Regions from separate parts of the Mus musculus genome. Here region 1 is linked to region 2. The links are chromatin contacts, called in public HiChIP or PLAC-seq maps. All regions are on one chromosome and are shown on one strand. The core of a region is the stretch at or near the end of the contact, and the rest is flanking DNA. Distances in the headings are between cores, read along the strand shown.

What was found. HiChIP or PLAC-seq counts read pairs in DNA pulled down with a chosen protein or histone mark.
Region 1: an H3K4me3 HiChIP or PLAC-seq map of neural progenitor cells shows a contact between it and region 2, with 5 times the contacts expected there. The contact joins the promoter of Olig2 here to the enhancer-like site in region 2. A contact is called at or near these places in 1 of 484 Hi-C or Micro-C datasets (stem cell-derived neurons), 5 of 115 datasets of contacts at active chromatin or transcription factors (embryonic stem cells, neural progenitor cells, neural stem cells and 1 more) and 2 of 9 other capture datasets (adipose tissue and pancreatic islet).

What each region holds. Positions count from the first base shown.
Region 1 is chr16:91,224,266-91,226,965 of GRCm38.p6, reverse strand. It overlaps Olig2 (oligodendrocyte transcription factor 2), which reads right to left and starts at 1,416. Exons shown (of 2, transcript NM_016967.2): 1 at 1,313-1,416; 2 at 1-621. The coding sequence starts at 566.
Region 2 is chr16:91,191,047-91,193,788 of GRCm38.p6, reverse strand. All of the region lies in intron 1 of Gm41492 (a long non-coding RNA gene), which reads left to right. Among named protein-coding and RNA genes, the nearest start is that of Gm41492, 8.1 kb to the left of the region's middle. Within about 2 kb of position 1,473, at least 43 of the 459 cell types and tissues checked have an H3K27ac peak or open chromatin away from gene starts, as enhancers often do. A contact at or near this core is called in neural progenitor cells, neural stem cells, stem cell-derived neural progenitor cells and 1 more, where this site is marked.

The DNA.
Region 1 (2,700 bases), core at 167-2,666, 33 kb before region 2:
CAGGCCGATGGGTGGAAGCCGGCGTGGTGACCCCCGTAGATCTCGCTCACCAGTCGCTTCATCTCCTCCAGCGAGTTGGTGAGCATGAGGATGTAGTTTCGCGCCAGCAGCAGCGTGGCGATCTTGGAGAGCTTGCGCACCGACGGCCCGTGCGCGTAAGGCATGACCTCCCGCAGGCCGTCCATGGCGATGTTGAGGTCGTGCATGCGCTTGCGTTCGCGGCTGTTGATCTTCAGGCGCAGCTGCTGCAGCTCGGGCTCAGTCATCTGCTTCTTGTCTTTCTTGGTGGAAGACGTGGCCGCCGAGGACGTGGACGAGGAGGTGCTGGAGGAAGATGACTTGAAGCCACCGCCGCCCAGTTTGTCCCCGGGATGCGCGCCTGACGCGCCCATGGCCCCTCGTAGCTCGGAGCTCAGCTCTGGCGGGCAGTCGCTCGGCGTGGACGAGGACACAGTCCCTCCTGTGAAGCCGCTGCTGCTTCCCCCCTTGCTCCGGGCGGGCAGAAAAAGATCATCGGGTTCTGGGGACGATGGGCGACTAGACACCAGGCTGGCGTCCGAGTCCATGGCCCCAGGGATGATCTAAGCTCTCGAATGATCCTTCTTTTTTCAACCTTCCGAACTTGAGGAGAGAACCAGACAGATACACAGACACAGACACACACATACACAGAGACAGACAGACAGACACACAGGGTGTGGAGAAAGAAGTGAGACAATCGCCGTCCCCGCCTGCACGGCAGCTCCAGGAACCCGCAAAGGTGGTTGGCATCTACGCCGCGGCAGTCTGGCCTTCTAGCAGCCCGGGGCATGCAAGTTATCCTAATCTCTCTCCTCCCCACTCATCCACCGGTTACTTTATTTCAGGGACTTCTGGGTGGCCCTCAATGAGGGACATTCTAGAGGTTTTATTTCTTCAGTCCGGCCTGGAATAAATGAGGACTTTTCTCTGGACCGGAGATCTGAATAGAGAAGTATTTTCTATCTGGTGCTCAGACGCATCTGCCTTTAACGCCATCTACACACGCAGCAAACGCCGGCAAGCGTGAACACACGCACTGGCAGCCCGCATTGGATTCACTTTCTAAGCGCTGGTTCTACGACCGCGCGGCTAGCTTGCGGACTCGCAACAGGAGTTATTGGAGCCTGGGATGCTGCGGTGAGTGTAGACACCCAGGCAGTCATTAGTACCTATTGGGGCGGGATCTCGGCCAGTAGGCCAGCACTGTAGGGTGCATCCTAAATCCTAGCCACTTTGGAGAAGTCGGTCTTCGGGGTTTAGGCTGGAGCAGTTAAGGGGCGGGGACACTTACTGTGAATTAGATTTGAGGTGCTCGCTGCGGAGGAGAACCTGGCTCTGGGCGCTGGTGTTGGCTCGGTCTGTAATAAGCATCCACACCTTTCGGGGTTCCGCTGGTTTTTATAGCTGGGTGGAGGCAGCAGCGACGGCGGTGGCGGTGGTCCGGGCGGGGGGCGGGAACAATGTGCTTTTCCTGGAGGGGCAGAGGCGCCAATGAGCTGGGCCGGCCCGAGGGGCTGCGAAGCTGATGTCACCCGGCTAATTCCGCTCAATGAAACCCGCCGGGCCCGGCACACGCCTCCTCTCAGCACACAGCCAATGGGCGCCCGCGGTAGAGAGATTCGCGAGGAGGGATGGGAGGAGGGACCTGGGCAGGGAGAGGAAAGGGCGAGCTGAAGAAGCGGGTGGGCTAGCGGGGCTGCTAAAGAAGTCTGGGGACCCTGGCAGAGAGGGAACGCCTGCAACTTTCAATATAAATATTGTCACTGTAGCGTCAGGCCAGGGTACGGAGTGAGACGGGGAATCTGCAAACTCGTCCGATGGCCAACCAGTTCTATGGCTGAGAATGAACACCGAGGTTGCTTGCCACACCTGGAGTTTTTGCTAGCCCTCCCGCCTCCTCCTGTTTCCCGCTGCCGACCTATCGAGTGATTTTCATCAAACTGTGACCATTTGTGGTTGCATAAGAAAACACTAGCGGCGCAGAAGGCCCCCACTCCCTTAGCTCCTTTCTACTTAGTGGCAGTTGCTGCAGCTTTGGGGACAGGCGGTAGCGCCCCCAGGTGGGGGCATGGCCTTGGAGAGCACGGGGCGGGCAAGGAAGCAGAGAAAGGTTCTTAGCACTCTGGGAAGAAATCGCAATTCATTATAAAGTTTAGATTGTGTAGAAGCTCCGGAGAGCTATTTTCAATACAGTCAAAGCGCCAACGCATCGATGGTTAACGACTTCCACCTCATTCATTTTCAGGGAAACCCAGCCACTGAACTTCCAACATCTTGGTGCCCAAGCCTTGGAGTAGAGGCAACATTATTTGCAAAGAATTATCGGAGGCTCTCCGCTGTGGATGGGAGTTGATACTTGAAACACACTCCTAGCTGCCTTGGGACGTCTTTTATAGGTAGCAGCCTCTCTCTCTCTCTCTCTCTCTCTCTCTCTCTCTCTCTCTCTCTCACACACACACACACACACACACACACACACACACACATACAAAGCTGAGAAACTGGATCTGGGTGAATTGCCTGGGGAAGTCTAGAGATAACTATACACTCACCCATTTTATGGAAGTGAAAACCTAGGAATTGATTTCAGCAAGCCTCCAGGAGAAAATACGGCCAGGCCCATACAGGTGACCCTGCCTACCGTGGATGGATGCGAGCAATTGGCAGTGCCCAAGCATG
Region 2 (2,742 bases), core at 224-2,723:
CCAGTCTACCTTGACTCCCAAGTAGCCCTATCCCTATATCCAAGACCTGTCGGTAGGCTATGGGATGGGGGGATCCTCCCCAGGACCCAACCTTTCCTGGGCTCTCCCCTAATGTCCACCCATAATTTATTGGTGGGGGTCCCAGGGCAGAGCAGGAACTGTCTGTTTCTGTTTTAATTGTAATTTACAATGCAGGCTGCCCTCACGGTCACCTTCTCCTCTGCTCAAGTAGGTAAACACAATGTCCCCATCTTGGTCATCACAGACAAGGGTACTTTCTCGGAGGGCGCTGTGAATTGGCAGTGGCTGCACCCCTGACAGCCGGGAGGGAGGCGATTATCTGAGGCAGATGAGAGCCATTATCAAATGGAGTGTGCCATCCTTAGAGCGCAAATATTTTCCCTGGCCATAATACCCTCTTAAGGAGACCTCAAGTGGCCCAGCTTGTCCCCAGCACTCCCAGCCACACCACCGATGGGTTTTTTTTTTTTTCAGCATCTGCTGGCATTTGCAGGGAGGAGAGGGCAAGAGAGAGGCAGGACCTGAGAGCATCCCGAGAGATCTTGGCCCTTGTGGCCTATTGTACTTTATCTTCAAGACAAAGACACCCCCAGGCCTTTCTTAGCGAGCCGCTTAAGCTTCATCAATAAATCAGAGTTCAGACAAAGCCCTTGAGTTGTGGGCTGGGACTCTCCGAAGGCCTTCTCCATAGAAGCTCTTCTGAGGATGTGTAGGATATGAGAGATTTTTTTTTTCAACTGAAAACATTTTGTTTTCCCTCTCCCCGCCCATGCTCTTTGTCACCCCCATCCTTTCTGCTCAGCTCCGTGTGGAATAGAAGATGCATTTGTAGCCTGAATCAGGGGGATTGTCTCCACCATCGGACCATTCGCGCCTGCCCCTCCCCTGTTGTAAAACACAAGCAGGGCCAGGAACAGCGGGGCCATTGTGCGGTGCCCATACCACCCAGATTTCACCTCCGTCTTTGCCGGGCCCCCTTTTTGTTTCCAGTCAAAAGAAAGCATTTGCTCAGGGGAGGGGGTGGTGTTTCTATTGCTTCCACGAACAGGGAGGTTAAAGGAAAGATTGATGGGAGAAACTCTACCTAGAAAACCAGGATCGTTGCTTGCCGGCCAAGGCCAGTTGCTTCATTGTCCCGGGGCCATGTTTTTTGTTAATTATCTCTCACTCTCTCCTTTTATCCAGTAGAAAAGTAGCAAAGGAGGGAGAAAGGAAGAGGATATAGAGGTCAGAGGTCCCCGTGGGCCACCTAGGTGTTCCATCTGACACACCGGGAGTGGGTAGGGATGAGGGCTCGGCTTACAAAGTTGGGTTGGAGGCAGTTGGCAATCATCTAAATAATAACGAATTTGATCCTATTATTTATGGTGAAATTTTCCGCCCTTCACCCCATGCATGCACTGGTCGACTCTACCCTCTCTCCACCTCCCAGTCTTTATCCCCTTCCCAGATCCAGTCTCCTGTTTGTGGCCTACACACACACACACACACACACACACACACACAGAGAGAGAGAGAGAGAGAGAGAGAGAGAGAGAGAGAGAGAGAGAGAAGAAGGAAGGGTGACTTTGGGAAGAGGGAGAGAGTAAAGGAAGGAGCTCACAAGAGAAAGACTAAGTCGCCCCAAACAAGGCCATGTTGTCAAGGGAATAAGCCTTGGGGAGGGCAGGCATGGACCCACAGCTGCTGGATTTGGCCAGCCTCGGATGTTGGTGGGAAACGACAATGGTCCTTCATGGCAGCGCCCCAGCTCCCAACATAAATAGGGCTCAGCCTGAAAAGGGAGGAAATGGAACAAAACCTTTCCTTGGGTACCACTGGCAGAGAAATAACATCAATTTCAGCGTGCGTGGGGGAGCCAAAGAATCTCCCTGTTTCCCCACACGAGCAAAGACAAGTTCATCAGCAGCCAACAAAGTGCCTTTGAGATGCAGCTGCAGACCACGAACACACGGCCTCTTTCCACCCAGAGAGACAACCTTGTCTTGACCAGAAAGAAGAGAGCAGAGAGAAAAAAAAAAGCACATGCTATTGAAAACCCACAAGATGGGGTAAAAGAAAGGGGGAGGGAAGCTGGGGAGGGCTGATGAGAGGCAGGGGTGGGGGGAGATAGAGAAACCCGTGGATCTTGGCATATGCGGGAGATAAGCTTTAGCTTCACCTAGTATAACACAACCGTCTTTGCCTTTCCGGGAGGCCTGAGATGAATGGCCACACAGATTCTACAGAGAGGGGCTGCACACTGGCAGCTGGTGGCCAAAGGCTGCCGTCTGGCCAGGAAGGAAGGCCACTGGGCAAGTCCCAGGGCCCCAGGTACCCCCTGGTACTCTTGGCTCCCAGCACCTCCCAGGATGAAGCAGCTGCCACCACTGCAGAAGAGGGGCCCTGCCAGTGGCTCTTGCCAGGAGGCCAGAGCCAGGCTCCCCGAAGCCAATGACGTGTTCTCATGGAGAGCCCTTGGGGATGAGCCATAAACTGGGCAAGTCTAGTGTCTGCAGGTCAGAAGACTGTGGAAGTATGAGCAGAGGACAAGATGTAAATATGAATATTTGTTTTAAAGGAGAAAAGAGATTATGACAAATGAAGTGGTTACACTGATAAATATAATCCAGAAATACCATGTTTGGGGCTAGAGAGACAGCTTCGCTGGTGTAGTACTTACCGTGTGAGCATGAAAACTCGAGTCCAAGTCCCCAAAACAAAAACAAGCAAACAAACAAA